Linked DNA regions of Gossypium hirsutum: region 2 is linked to region 1. The links are chromatin contacts, called in public Hi-C maps. All regions are on one chromosome and are shown on one strand. Each heading gives the region's core, a stretch centred on a gene start, on an enhancer-like site or on the middle of the called end of the contact. The rest is flanking DNA. Distances are from core to core; before and after follow the strand shown.

Region 1 (7,574 bases), core at 2,697-5,196:
TATGAAAACTGAAAACCTAAGAGCAAAGAAGACAATAGCTATAAGGAAGACATTAAAAAAATACTAAAAGTGAGCTCTAAATATCCTCCTACCTTTCCTTTAAAAGCAAAATAATTCTTGCTCATCAAAATGAACACAAAAGATTGACCAAGCTCTTGGGAGTTCCTTCAGTCAGATATCCTTAACTCAACTCCAAGTACATCCTTCACCAACTCGTACGTGACAAATGCAATTGCTATAGATGGAACCACCTAAAATGGGATGGGAAGAGCATTTATTATGCTGTTGGGTATAGAGAAGTTGATTGCAGAGACTAAGATGTTAGCCTAACCTTCACTGAATTCGGAACCAAACCCTTGTATAATGCTCCAAAACCTTCATAGCGCACTGTTTTCCTGAATGTATCAACCATACCATTATATTCAATGGGGCCTTGTTCTTCCCATCACCGGTGACAACTGAAGCAGCATCCTTCCAGCCCACCATCTGCATTCTGCGTCGAATGACATCAAGAGGGTAAGCAACCGTCTGGCCAATGGTTCCAGCAGCAGCTCCACATGCAAGCCTTGTTGTGACACCCAGTTCAGAGTCCTCAACTAGCCCAAGGGGTTTCCTTTTGATCAGCCAATCTTTCAGAGATTCATAAACAGCAAAATTAAGACCGACGTAAGGTACCTATAAACATCATAAAAGTCATTTAGGCCTTTGCATACAAACATAAGGAGATGATTCTTCCCTTATTGAAGGCCAAAACAGATGCAAAGTGAAAGGGAATAGACCATTGTTTGCCAATGAACAGCTATGTGCAATAACGAACCCAACACATAAGCAGAAATTTAGGAAGGGCTAGAAACAGAACGCATCATCCTAGCAGATGTCTACGTCTATCTGAATGCAGATTCCTGAAGTGCAATAGAAATTAAAGAGTGCAGGTTTCAACGCCATAAGAGTTTTACTTACAACTCCTATTACAGATGGTAACCAGCCTTTGTACAATGCACGGGGTCCTTCTTCCCTTAATACTGTTAAAAGAGCATGAAAGATTCCTCTATATTGGCGAGGCGACTTCTCAGTCTGCAAATATAACACATGAACATTAGCCACCAAAGTGATAACAAGAGGCAGGCCTGTATCTTCAGGCATGAGAGTTATCTGACGTAAGTCATATCAATTAAGGTAACAGAAACTCAAAACAAATACCTGAACTGTTAGACGACCTCGTACCATATCCATTGGATAAGTTGCTGACATGGCAATGATTCCAGCACATGCACCAGCTCCAAGGCGTAGAAGTGGAGTGAATTGTGCATCCTCTGTAAGATAAGGTAAAATCAATAAAGTAACAAGTAGGTAAGCACAACATCCATAACCACTGAAAAGGCAACTCATCTTCTGCCAATCAGGGCCATATAACAAATTCCATTTATTTCCCCATTCAGCACCAATGTTTGGCAGAGAAAACATGAATTAGTTTAAGAAAGACAATAGCATCATGGTAACTAATACAAGATCATCAACATTACAGGTACCACATGCAGACAGAAAGGGATGCACAGTCTTTGTCAATAACATCCAGTGAACTTATTTCTTATAACACAAAATTAGTTATTCAATACACAAAGTTCACTAACAGTACAGTACTTCTTTGCCTCAATAATTGCACAACAGTAAATGAAATTGAATAGTAACAATCAGCTTCAAATCTCAAGAATATTTACAAGTATAGTGCTATTATAAAGGCATACCATTTCCTGATTGCTGCCGATATAGGTATAAAATCCCCCTGTATTTAGAAAGAAGCAAAAAGGAAGAGATTAGTTCAAACTTTGTACTGTGGTAATAACTGAAGGTTAATAGTGAAGAAAGGAACTGCCAAGGCTTACTTAGAGGCTTCTTCGTAGCTGAAAAACTTCACTGCTGAGTTAGGAATGATGCGAGCACAATTAGTACCATTTCCTTTAAACATTCCCCTGAAACCCTCAGTTCTCCATATGTATTTCAAACCCTGGATTGTTCCATTGTATTTTATACTATGAGGATTCTGAACCTGCAGGCTCGGAAAGAAAATCCTGTCAATCTACAGGCTGTAAAAAAATGGAAACAGCTACTCTATAATAGAAATACTCTAGGACATATACAATGTAGTTAAAGCTCTGATTATCACCAGCAGTAACAAAATTGAGAATAGAAAATATGTTGAACTTTCACTAGGAAGAACAAGGAGGCATTGGCTATAAACTATAGCATTGCAAAAAATGAGAACTTAATGGATAAGGACCAAATGATGATGATAACATAAACTACCTGAAGTAAAATTTTTAATCTTTCTAGGGGAGCAACAGCACTACGTGACCTGAAATAGATACAACATACACTAAGTAAAGCAAGCTGGCAATGGAAATGGAAAGTCAAACATTATAATAATACAATATAGATACAAAAGTATTCCATGACCATAGCAGAAGGTGCAATCAGGTCAAATGAAAAAAAGCATCCAAAGGGCAACAGGGTAATATTTCATCCTCAGATCTTCCGTACCATTCCCACCATCTTTAGGACAACAAAAGTTGCAAGCAAAGGGTTTAGAAAATGGAATGAATATATTCTTCATTTATCAACATCAAAAGAGTCAACCATCCCTCAGGCCCTCCAGTGAACTACCAGCAAGGCCACAAAAGTAACCATCAAATTTCTCCAAGCATCAAATGGCACCATAGTCAATATCCCTGAATTTTAACGACCATGCCTCTTACTGGGAGTGGAAATATACAAACAGAGAGAAACCATATTGAAAACACCTCACAACCTATTAAAATCCTAAATGATGAAAAAGGCCTTTTTTTCCCCTGAAGAATCAACGTACGTTAATTCAGTGACAAAGTAACTGTTACTTTAAAAAACCATTTTGCATCTCCAAGAATTTCCACATCATTACCAATAAATACCAAACAGTGACCTTTACATGGTTATCATCCCTTATTCACAAATACCAAAAGAAGAAGAGACCCCAATTCAATATTTTACATAATTAGAGTATCAATAGTAAAAGATTCATAAAACAGAGAATTAAACATATTGAAGAACATTTTCATCATAAAAAAATAAAGAGTGATTAAATTTTAACCAAAAATACATATTTTCTTGGATTCAACATAATAGAGGAAAAAGAAGCATACTTCGATTTTCCAATTTCAAAGTTAACAAGTCCTGTTAAGAAAATCACTGCTTTCCAGAAAAAGTAACTGAGTTTATATAAAAAAAAAGGTTACATTATTTTTCTAAAAGCGGAAAATTATGATACTGAGTTGAACAAGCAAAAACAAGAAGGAAAAAGAAAGTTTTCAAAAAAAAAATAGATGAATTAACTTAAAGGACCAAAAAATTATCGGAGGAAACAAAAAAACACGATCAAACTAGTCGAAGATTAAAAAAAAAGAAAAGGAAAGGCAAAGAGCGGATCTTAAGAAAGAAAGGGACTTACACTCCACCGGCGACACCACCAGCAACAAGAGACTTGCAAATACTAAGCAACGCATGGCTCGGCGCCTTAACTCCTTCGCTAGCTATCTTCGCTTCTTCCGCCAGATTCACGATCGTCGAGACCGCAGACTCGCTTCTTTTCACATCCTCAGACGCCATTTTTTGGGAAATAAAATTTAAAAAAAAAGAGAGGAAAAAAGCAATTCAGACAGAGATATAACGTTGGAACCGTAACTTATCCGATCAAAATATGGCGCTGAGCAGACACCGGTGATCGGAGAAGAAGAAGAGATCCTGTTTGCAGTGATTAGGGGAATGAGTGAAAGTGAGCAAGCATTGGCTAAGTTGATAGAAAAACAAAGAAAAGGGTACTTGTAGAAAAATATATAACTGCTGGAACTTGGCGGAGATAAATGAAATTTCCATATCCAGAATACCCTCTCTTTTCACTCTACAACTAACCCTCGTTTCCTCTCAAAACAAACAAACAAAAAATATATATATATATTTTTAATTAATAAGATTAAAAAATAAATCACCAAAATTAATATGAATATGATATAAATTTGAAGTGTAATATTACAGTAAATTATAAGATTTTGTTTTGATACAAGGAATTATAAAAATATAATAATACAAACATATACACAAGTATACTTGGTTTGGAATCTTTAAAATTGTACATTAAATAACGAAAAAACTTACTTTTTCTTATAAAATAGAATTGTGAGTTACCCTTTAATTAAGAATCTTACCTTGTTTAATGATTTTTATTAATTTAAAGTTTTGGAATTTAATATAATTATAGTAAGAAAAAATGATACGTTATTGGCAATTATTTTTTCAAGATAGTATTTAATTCGAATTTACAAGTTTGCCAAAAATATAAATTCCTTTTAGTTAAGCTTTTAACGAATTTTGGTAAGAGTAAGAAGCTAAATATTTTAGGGCAGAAGTAGATTACGATTTCCTAAACTCATTCTATTCCATTAAGTAAATATTGCGTATCGCACTGCTATGTTTGGATGATTTTCCTAAATATAACCTAAATCCAAAATATCCTTTCCATTAATATCAAGTTTTAGTAATCAAATTTCAATATTTCATAAATTACAAATAAATAAATCAATTTGCGATTTGTCATTTGTCATTTGGCACTTCGCAATGTAACGTTTTAACTCGCACTTATAACAGTTTTTAATAAAATTAAATTATGATAAATGTGGATAAAATTTTAGCTAGAGTTGATTTAAAATTTTTACATATAAATTTTATATAAAAATATAAAAAGTATTTGTTATTTTTTAAATATAAAAATATTTTAATCATTTTGATTTATAATATCAAATTTTTAAATATAATATAAATTAAAGAAATTGTCATGCGCTTTATAGTTAATTTTATTTTTTTAAAACATGTAATAATTTTATCTTTTCAATTTTCGTTGATAATAGAATACTAATGCACATAAACTTTTGTTATTTTACTAATTGAGTTTATTACTTATTAGATTATATCACAAGAATTTTTTAAAATATATATATTTATAAATTTATTTCTAATTAAAAGGAAAATATATTTTTTGAGTTGAATGAGTCTTAACTCGGTTGTCATTTACATTGTTGCTATTATAGAGGACATAAGCTAAAATGTGTTTATTTTTCTATTTAAATATTAAAAAAAGTTATGAGTACTTATAAGCACTATATAAAAAGATTAATATTATTTTAGAGTATTGGTTGAATTTTTCTTTATTAAAGCCTAAGGTTCAAAATTGTATTTGTAAATTATTAAAAAAATACATAAACACCTTTGAAATAAATATTTGTTGTTTGTTAAAATGCTATTTTAGATTTTTTTTAATTGAGTTGTTATTTAGTTAATTCAAGACATAAACTTAGTGAAAAGTTTTATATAATATATTTATTTAAAACCAAATAACACTTTGGTTGAAATGGTAAAATTAAGAAAATAAATGTTATGGGTGTCTCATGTTTAAATATCATTAGAAGTTCACATAAAAAAAATATAAAAATGCTCTCAAATTAATATGAGTTGTTTTATCAAAATTATAACATTCTGATAATTTAATAACTGAGTTGGGACTCGATTATGGGTGACACTAACTTAGCCAAAAATATTTATTTTATAATATTATTTAAGCCCTTGATTTAGGTTGTGAAATTACAAAAATGCCTTCTCTTATTTAAAGTAAGTTATATTATTTGACGGTGTTTAAGTTTTTTAATTAAAAAACAATAAAAAAATATGCTTATGTTGGGATTTGAATTCATGCCAATTGTATTAAATTTTATTTTTATTTTTTATACAGTTTAATTTTATTATGCATACTTTATTACCTCCAATTGCATATATTGATAATGTTATTGATTGAGCTGGTATCATAAATCAATTTGACACTAACTCGAGATTGATGATAATATAATGATAAATAATTGTACTACATTTAGAATTCTTAATATGATGTATTACGTGTTTAAATTTCATTTTACTTATAATTTAATATATTATTTATTTTAATATTACATATATTTCATGTGTTATTATTAATTAATTTCAAATTTTATTTTTATTATTTATTGTATGTTATTTTTAGACACTTTTCTATATTTTTAGTATATAATTTTCATATGGGTATGTGTGATAGCCATATATATAACAAGTATAGAAGTGTAAATAGATGATAGAAATTATTCATATCATATTTTTGCTTTCGCCCTCTCTTTATAAGCAAAAGCTGTGGCTAGTTTGATGGAAGGGGTGAGGTCCACAAATTTTGATGATAGTGAATTTCGAGCACATAGTTAAAGGCTAAGGCAGAACCTGAAGAACATCATAGTGATGAGTATAGAGTAAAGAGAAAGGGAGAATTTCATGGATGTTAAATAAAGAGTAGGTTAGGATAGTGCCATTTTCATCCACATATATATATATTTTTTGGGGGGGGGGGGGTGGGGGCGGTCCTTGCTTAAAAATTCAACTGTACCACCCTCTTTTTAGATTCTTGTGCGTTGTGGATGTAGTTATGACAACGATTTTTCAAATTTTTCTACATTTAATATTTTCATATTTAAATTAATAATTATTTACTACATTCGTAATTAATTTTTTAAGGGTTGACTTTACCAATTATATTTTTTTGTTTTATTTTAGTTATTTAAATATTATTTGTTAGTTTAATAATTAAATTTTTTAAAATTAAATATTTTAATCACTCTCTCATTAGTTATCACTAAATGAGTGATAGAAGTTGATATTGACTTTTTTTATTGGTCCAATAACAAATTTAATCTCTACTGTTTATCAAATCAATCAATTTGATCTTAAATATAAAAAATCTAACAATTTTAACCTTTAATCAAGCAATTTGAAGTCATTTTCATCTTTTATGGTGCAAGGAGAACCGCCACCTTGAGTATTGGATTGTGGAAGTGTAACAAGAAACAAAAGATTCTTGAGGCACCATGGACGGATAAGTTGCATGTTAAGAAATTACTAAGTGAGTTGGCTAATTCCATACCCGCATTGCAAGAAGAAATGGAACCTATGTACCAAAATAACCAGAACATACTTTGGGTTTTTTGCATAAAAGCCCCAAAATCCTGAATTCACCCCAAAAAAACCTATGCACCAAAATAACTAAAATCCCTCAAACCAAAAATTCATTATTACCTCCACAACTATCACCTTTGGTCACCATCAGCCAACCACCATTTTTGTTGTTTTCATTAGCAAACTGTTGGACATCGCTGTTACACTTCCCACCCAATTAAGTGTCAACATCTGATGCTCTCGGTTGTCTTGCAGCAAGCCCATGCGACATGCATGTACTGTTGTTCCTGTGATGCCGACTATTGAGCATGATGCCTAGCCCATATGTGGTATAGGCCGCTTGATCATCTCTTAGCTAGTGCATGATGCCTCGGCCATGCGATTGGTTCTGCTAAGTGTTGAAACTGACAAGGGCACGATGTACTCGCCTATACACCCAATCGTGTGATCGACTAGGCGTGATGCTCGACAATCGCCACTAGTTGTACACGGCTACTAGGGCGTAAAGCTCCGACAACTCC
Region 2 (7,574 bases), core at 2,147-4,646, 590 kb after region 1:
ACAGTTCCACGTTCTTTCCATTTCTTGCAAAACTACCAAGCAACAGTTCCAAGCAGAGGTTCCTGGAGTTACAAGGATGGAATGTTTGTTAACAGGAAAGGAGGGATTGCGCGCGGGTGGTTGTTGCCAGTGGATCCATGGGCACCAAATATTGACTCACAAAGCATTGCTTCTCAACTCTTTGCAGTTTCTCTGTTCCCATATATTGGCTTCTTGTACTTCATCACCAAGTCTAAGTCTGCTCCCAAGCTCACCCTTTTTGGCTTCTACTTCTTGCTTGCCTTTGTGGGTGCCACCAGTGAGTTTCCTGGGATGTACCTTTTTCTTTTCTCAATGCTACTTTAGTTTATGAGGTTGCTTTTATGTGGTGATTAATGTTCTAAGTTTAAAATTTTATGTGAAATTTTTTACTCTCTTTGCCATGAAATAAAGAAATTAGTTTGGGCAAAAAGAGTAGGATAAAATCACACATTTTAGCATGGATGTAGACGGAGTGAAAAGATTATTAGTTAGTTTTTGTTGATGATTTTACATGAAACCTACTTTGTTGATAAATGCACTGGTGTTGAGATAACCATCATTTTAGCATATATACCTTTCAAGTTTCCTTAAATTGTCCAATAGAAATGTTAGATATTCGAATTAAGTTGCTAGTGTTCTCGTATGTCTTCTGTGCTTTTTGAGAGTGAGAATTGATGACTTCTCATAGCTAGGGCAGAGATTCATATTATGACAATGAGGCATCTGCAACCTCGAAAATTCTGTTAGAATTGTAGAGAATTGGGTGTCTGTTTTTTTATCATTTTGAACCAGTGGCAGGCGAGCAGGTCGGTTCTAAGTCATCTATATATTCTACAATATGATTTCTTCTCAGTTATGTGGCTCTATATTTATTTCATCAACACTGATAATTGGTGTAGCACTTGTCATAGATGAGCAGCATGAAGTACACAAAATCTGCCCAAAGCAAACATAAAGGAAATGACTCGAATAGGGATATAGAGCAAAGAAAATGTGGCTTTATTCAATGTAGTTTTATACAATGTTCCTTACTTTGGATGGTTTTCGCCTGCATTTTGATTTTGCTATTGGTGGCTTTGTTTCAACTCTACTAATTTCCTTTACATTGTTCGTTTGCTGACTTTGTGTATACTGAGCAGTCCCTGCCGGAATATATGGTAAGTTCCTGCTAATGATCAACAATTCCTTTAACACTTACTGGTTTCTACATATTGATGCCAAATTATGACTTGGTCCATGTGGGGTTGAGACAGCAAAGGTGAAATACGGTACTTCCTTGTCTAATGTGGATTGGTTACATGGAGGGGCTGAATCACTTCTCACTTTAACCAACTTATTCATCGTCTTGGGGCTGAGACAAGCTCTTAGGAAGACCAAGGATGCAAAAGAAGGCACATCAAGCTCCGTTCAGGATGTGGAAAACCAGAAGAAACCTTACATATAGATTAACTATGATTTCAGTCGATATCCTTGCCATTTCATTGTTAAAGTACCATGAGCTCTTCTCAGTTCTGTTGGATGTTGCTTCTTGTCCTGCAGTTTTCTTATTTCGGGACTTGTGATATATGATAATTTCTCAAGTGTTAACTTGTTACCATTTGCTTATGTATTCCATCGGCTATGTGTAAAGACAAGCAATGTAGGAATCGTTGGAATGTAGATTCTTTTTCCCTGTATATACTGATTTTATTCTTCTGAAACCCAGGATTTGTGAACTTTCACGGTATGTTGTTATGGACAACTTATTTGGATTATAAATGGCCATTGCGTAAAATACTCCTTTGCTAATTGCAATGAAGTTGCAGTGAGTGTTAGAAGGACCTTTGCATTTTGGTGAAAATCTGAGCACTAGTATTATGGAATTTCGATAAGAACAAATATCAAAACTTGTTATCTGAGGAAATTTCTCAAAACCAACATAGAAATGAAAGGGAGATGTATTGTACAATAGTTCTTCGCAGAACACACGGCTCACCATGAACCTACTTTGGTTATTGGAACCCGAATTTGACATCTACTGTTACTCTTATTCGATAGCGGAAAAGAGTTAGGAGAAAAATCCCGGGGTGTCAAATGGGAAATTCGGGTCCAACTCCACTTGGTCCAGCGAAAAATCCAAGTCCATAATTGGAGAATTGGTGGCCGAAGTGTTGGCTGAAACCAACTCGGTGAGATCAGATTTAGAATGCTGTGTGTTAAGCACCCCTTGGAAGTTGTTCATCTGAGAAATTGAAAAGTAGTTTAATTCTGGTGTATCGGGAGACATGAACGGCGATGAAAAGCTGCCGAAGATATTGTTGTAATCAAGTACTCCTGAAGGTGAAAAGCTATGGTTTTCGCTCTTTATACACCCAAATGATGTTGAAGCAAAAGAGAATGGGGGTGCCATCTCTTTATTGTCTAAGCCCTCAATATTGACTCTTAGGCCTGCTCGAAACTCTGAGAGGACATCTTGTGATTGCAATGGTTGGTAATTGGTATTATTAAGGCCGTTTGTGTTTGATTTATGTTGTTTTTCTGGGGATGGAACTGCGTGGTTGCCATTTGCACATGTGTGAATTCCTCTGTATGTGACCTCAAAGAGGGTCGGATCTTCATCTGATCTCTGGACTTGCTTTGTAGCCCAGCAGTTTTGGGTGTTTCGATAGGTGCATCTGTAATAGCTTCTGCAAAAGTAAACATTCCATCATCAGGGTTTTGACTAATACAAAATTCCAGCATTTTACATGGGAAAAGGGTCATTCACCTAGGATATTTGGCTCCAAGGATATCCTTTTGCCCGTATTTTCTCCAACTGTAGCCATCATCATGAGGACCCTCCAGCAGGTTTTCAGAGCTCACTCTCACCTGATCCGTCCACCTAGGCATCATCTTTCTGCAAAACCCAGTTCCAGGAATCATTTAGCAGACTCAAATTTACAACTTACAAAATTTGCAATAACATACAAGAATGATTAACTTGTAGCTTGCAAATTCACCTCTTCTTTGAGACATCTCTGATATCCTGGTTATCCTTTTCTAAATCATCACTCCTGGGGCTGCCGTTGATGGTTAGAGGAGACTCTGGCACACAAGTTATTCCTCCTACATTTTGTTGTGGCTGTTCCGTAGGCCTGCTCAGTTTTAAAATCAGAAGAGCTTTTTCATAGGAAGATAAGATCTTCTGTAGTAGCAAGTCCCTGGATTCAACAGAAGATGATGATGCACCCAAATGCAACCTTAGCTGTTTTGCTAATTGCATTCCTTGAATCAGCTCGCTCACCAGTGTCCCCTGCTCCCACTTCCACATGTTCTCCATTTTTCTTTTCCTTTTCTTCTTTCCTTCCACTGTAAGAAAATAGAGAGGGATTCCTTGTTTGGAACTTGGGAATACTAATTCATGACCTGCTATAGACCGGGTAAATTTGGTTATGAAGAAGAAAAAACTTCTCCAAGGATCACAAGCAGAAGCAGCCAAAGGGATTGAAATAGCCTAAATGGTGAAGAGCAAGAAGTAACAACCATGGAACTTGGCCTGAATGTTAAGTTTTGATTAACTAAAAGCTGGAAAATGTTTGAACTTGTCTATGCTGAGGTTTAAGCAAAGAGGGAGTAGGAGAGTGAAAGGTTGTGGGTTTGAATAAGAAATTGAAACTCTGGGGCTTTTAAAGGAACTTCATTGGAGTTTTGGATTAGAAAAAATGGTTGTTGGAATAGAAAGTTTGAAGTTTGACCAAAAGAAACCGAGTTTTTCAGCATAGACTAGTCTTTGGTCATGATAAACTAGAATAAGATTAGTGGACTGAAGAGTGAGGTAAGGTCAAAACTCCAATTGCTGACCAAGTCGCCAATTTCTGACCAAGTCTCCCTTCAATTTTACATCTAAAATATCCCAAGTGTAATTAGGATCACAAATGCTTATAAACCGAGATGAGTTTAATAATAAAAATATATTCAAATCTAAACTAAAATAAATTTAATACAACCTACATGTGATAGAACTAAGGTTGTTTTTGAATTGCCTATGGTGATGTTGAAAACAATGGTAACAATAAATTTAAATAGCATAGCGATAAAATTAAAATTAATTGTAGGAAGAGTAGTTTTAAAAAAAAATTTATTTGCCTTTTTTTCAATATTTTATTATATCTTTATAGAACATTTGTAAACTTTGATTGTGGAGTTTAAAAATTCTTGTAATAAACATTTTTCATTATATTTATGTTAAATTATAATTAAAATTATTACACATATATTTATATTAAAAGTTAAATCATTAAAAATATTTGTATAATAGTTATACTAAATAATAAAATATATAATGAAATTATGTTATATAAAATAATAATTAAATTAAATTAATATAAAAAGTAAATTGAAAAATACAATAATGAATAAAAGTGATAAAACAATAATTATATCACTTAACTGCAATTGTTGGAGCTAAAAGCTCCAGCCAAAATTTTGACAAGCAGTGAGACAATCTCATTGGACTGTTGGTTCGCCAAACATCATGCGTTCCAATGAAAACAAAAAATCTTCAAAATTCAACGCACCAGAGCAAAAAGCTATGCCAGGGGAAGCCTTAAAATAAAATAAATCTAATACTTATTTAATTTAAATTATGTTATTTGTCCTTATGTCTTTACTTTTATTTAAATTCTTATATTTTATAAAACTTAAAATTTTAGCTCTTATTAAACTATAATTATTAAATTTATTTAGTTAACATCTTTTATTTTCAAATTTAATATGGCGAACATATTATCATATGTATAGTGGCATGTTAGCGTGCTATTTTCATATATTACGTATTAAAAATTCAATTAAGAGATTAATGATTGTCATTTGTATCAAGACTGAAATTTTTAAAATTTGAAAAGTATTAAAACTTAAAATAATTTAATTAGAGAATATGAATTAAATATACAATTGTATGCATAGTATATAATTGATAATTAAATTTAACCAAATAAATTTATCTACTATTGTTTAGGTCATGACTAAAATTGACTATTTAAAAAATATAAGAATTAAATTTAATTTAATTAAAATATAAAATCCATAACTTTCAAAAATTATAAAAATTAATAGTAAAAAAAATCACGATTTCAATTATGTGATTAAGCAAAGGGTTGGGTCACCTGATTTATCCTGAGCGTGACACGAATGATTGAGGTTAAGAATAAAAAGAGCATATAGACTAATGTGAAAGAAAGTCAGAGTTGAAGGTGAATTGGACCAAAGAAATTTCAAACCAAACTCCGCGTTATTGCTCTTCCCATGTGGGGAAATTTGGAGCTTACGTGTACTCAAAGATGCCATTTTCAACCACCATTTGCACTTCATCTGCCCAGATTAGATTCTTCACAGCTTCTTCTTCTTCTTCTTCTTTTTTTTTTACAAAAAAATGATGCTTCTTAACTGTCAAGAACATGCATTGCAGCCACTCGCTCACCTGCAATTCATTCCAATATTTTTGGAGGGATTGTTGTGTTTCCATTATCCAACATACCCTACCCGATGTTTCGTAATTTGATAAAAGGTAATTTCAGATATTAATATTTTAAATCTAATATTTGCTTCAAATATTTAAAAATTGCAAAAATTGCTTTTTTGTTTTTCAAAAACAATCCAAACTCCTTGAATTCTTTAAGCTATGATGATGAATCCAAAATATTTTAATAAAAAACCTAATTAACCAAGAGTAATTGGTGTGATTAATTTATAAAGCCTGCATTATACAAAGAGGTTTGACTCACATGTTTGTTTAGGCTATTTATTTTATTTAAGGTTCTTCCATGAGCATGACGTATGGAATTGGAAGCGTCCCATCAAACAAAATTTTATATTTATTTGATATTTAATTTTTTTTAATTTGATATTAGAGTATAACATTTTAGTATTCAACTTGATACTCAGCAATGGCAATGGCAAATGGAGGAGGTGACATTCGCCCTGTTGTCTCTTAAATGAAAAATTTTTCATTTAGATTTTTTATATTTTATAAAAATATAAAAAAAATTAAATTAAGAGTGATAAAATTGTACTTTAACCTCCTAAAATGATAAAATTTAATTAAAAATTATGAAGATATAGGTTAATAAAATGATAAATTTATATTTTTACTATCGTAAAAATAAATAATTTAATTTTAATCTTCCAAAATAAATTTTCTAGCTTCGCCCTTAGTACTACCCCATAAATATTTTATATATATACTCTACTAAGCAAACACATATACTTAATTGGGAAAAAAAACTTAAATATTAAATTGAACATTAAAATCAAACTCGAATACTTAAATAAAATAAAAATTCAAAAATCAAATTTAAAAAATACAAATACTAAATAATTCCAAATTGAAAAAAATTTAAATACAAAATTAAATATTAAAACTAAACAAAAATATGAAATGATATATTATAAATTTAAACTTAGGGAAGAGAGGTCTTCAATGTAATGTGAAACATGCAAAATCAAATAAATTATTAAAAGGAAGTATTTCAATTATTTTAATCACTATCTTACGGTTATTCAATCACAACATAGAATTATATAAAATCTATCAAACATAATATTTAAATAATACAGTTTTTCTAGTTGTATTTAAATAATACTAGAATCCACTTTATGGGTGGACTTTTCTTTAGCAAAAAGCGTTAACTTTTAAGAAAAACCTTTTAGTTTTTCTAATAACATGGGTAAACTTTCTAATTTTTCAAAATTAAAAATCGATTAAACAAATATTAAAACCATGATTACACCAATTTTAAAATTGATTATTAGTATTTTCTTGGATTCTATAGTTTGAATCTACCACTGTTGCCACTTCTTTTAATATAATAAGAATAGTTTATATTTCGTGCTATGTATAGATTAATTGAATGTATAATTGTAATATTGTAAAAATAATATATTTTTTAATGTTTATGAAATGAATTTATTATAATATAATACTTGGAATATATAAATAAAAAAGTAGTGATGGAGAATATATATATTATGTGAGTGTTGGAAATAATTTGTAAAACAATGAAAGAAGGTTTTTAATGTATGGAAAAGAAATGAGTAGTTGCACAAAAAAAAATTATATGGAATTAATAAAATAAAAATTGAAATCTATCTTAATTTGTAATTATTTGATATTTTTAATTCCCTTCCTGAGTAATATTTTTCTAAAACATGATGTAAAATTGTAGTTGGAATAAATACACAATAGAAATATATAACATGTATAAAAAATATTATTATTTTACATTTGAGTACATATTTGTTTTGATGGTGTGTTGAAAATCCTCTATTTGAATAAATTTAGTACTTTTATTTTTAAGATTTTAAAATCTAAATCTTATTGTGAACTTTGTTAAAATTTATATGTTAAATTCAAATTTATTACAAATGTTAATTACTTTGTTACATATATACCAAATTAGTTTTTTTAATTTAAAATTCCACATCAATTAACTTAACAAAAGAATTTTAATAGTGTTGACAATTGGACTTGAATTTTGAAATATAAAAAGTAGAGAAAGCCTATACAGCTGAAAAATATAAAAATATAGACACTAAAT

Evidence for each region. Hi-C and Micro-C count contacts between places; a contact is called where the count stands out from the background.
Region 2: a Hi-C map of hypocotyl shows a contact between it and region 1, with 3 times the contacts expected there. The contact joins the promoter of LOC107928779 here to the promoter of LOC107928781 in region 1. A contact is called at or near these places in 4 of 34 Hi-C or Micro-C datasets (callus, fibers, hypocotyl and 1 more).

What each region holds. Positions count from the first base shown.
Region 1 is chrA08:75,573,158-75,580,731 of Gossypium_hirsutum_v2.1, forward strand. It overlaps LOC107928781 (mitochondrial adenine nucleotide transporter ADNT1), which reads right to left and starts at 3,947. Exons shown (of 9, transcript XM_016860046.2): 1 at 3,482-3,947; 2 at 2,305-2,353; 3 at 1,884-2,047; 4 at 1,746-1,783; 5 at 1,201-1,313; 6 at 961-1,074; 7 at 432-675; 8 at 332-429; 9 at 1-251. The coding sequence starts at 3,639. The coding sequence ends at 168.
Region 2 is chrA08:76,168,539-76,176,112 of Gossypium_hirsutum_v2.1, forward strand. LOC107928779 (probable WRKY transcription factor 41) reads right to left here and starts at 3,397. Exons shown (of 3, transcript NM_001327291.1): 1 at 3,000-3,397; 2 at 2,768-2,896; 3 at 1,943-2,687. The coding sequence starts at 3,319. The coding sequence ends at 2,069. It overlaps LOC107928780, which reads left to right. Exons shown (of 3, transcript XM_016860045.2): 1 at 1-298; 2 at 1,161-1,178; 3 at 1,275-1,697. The coding sequence ends at 1,465.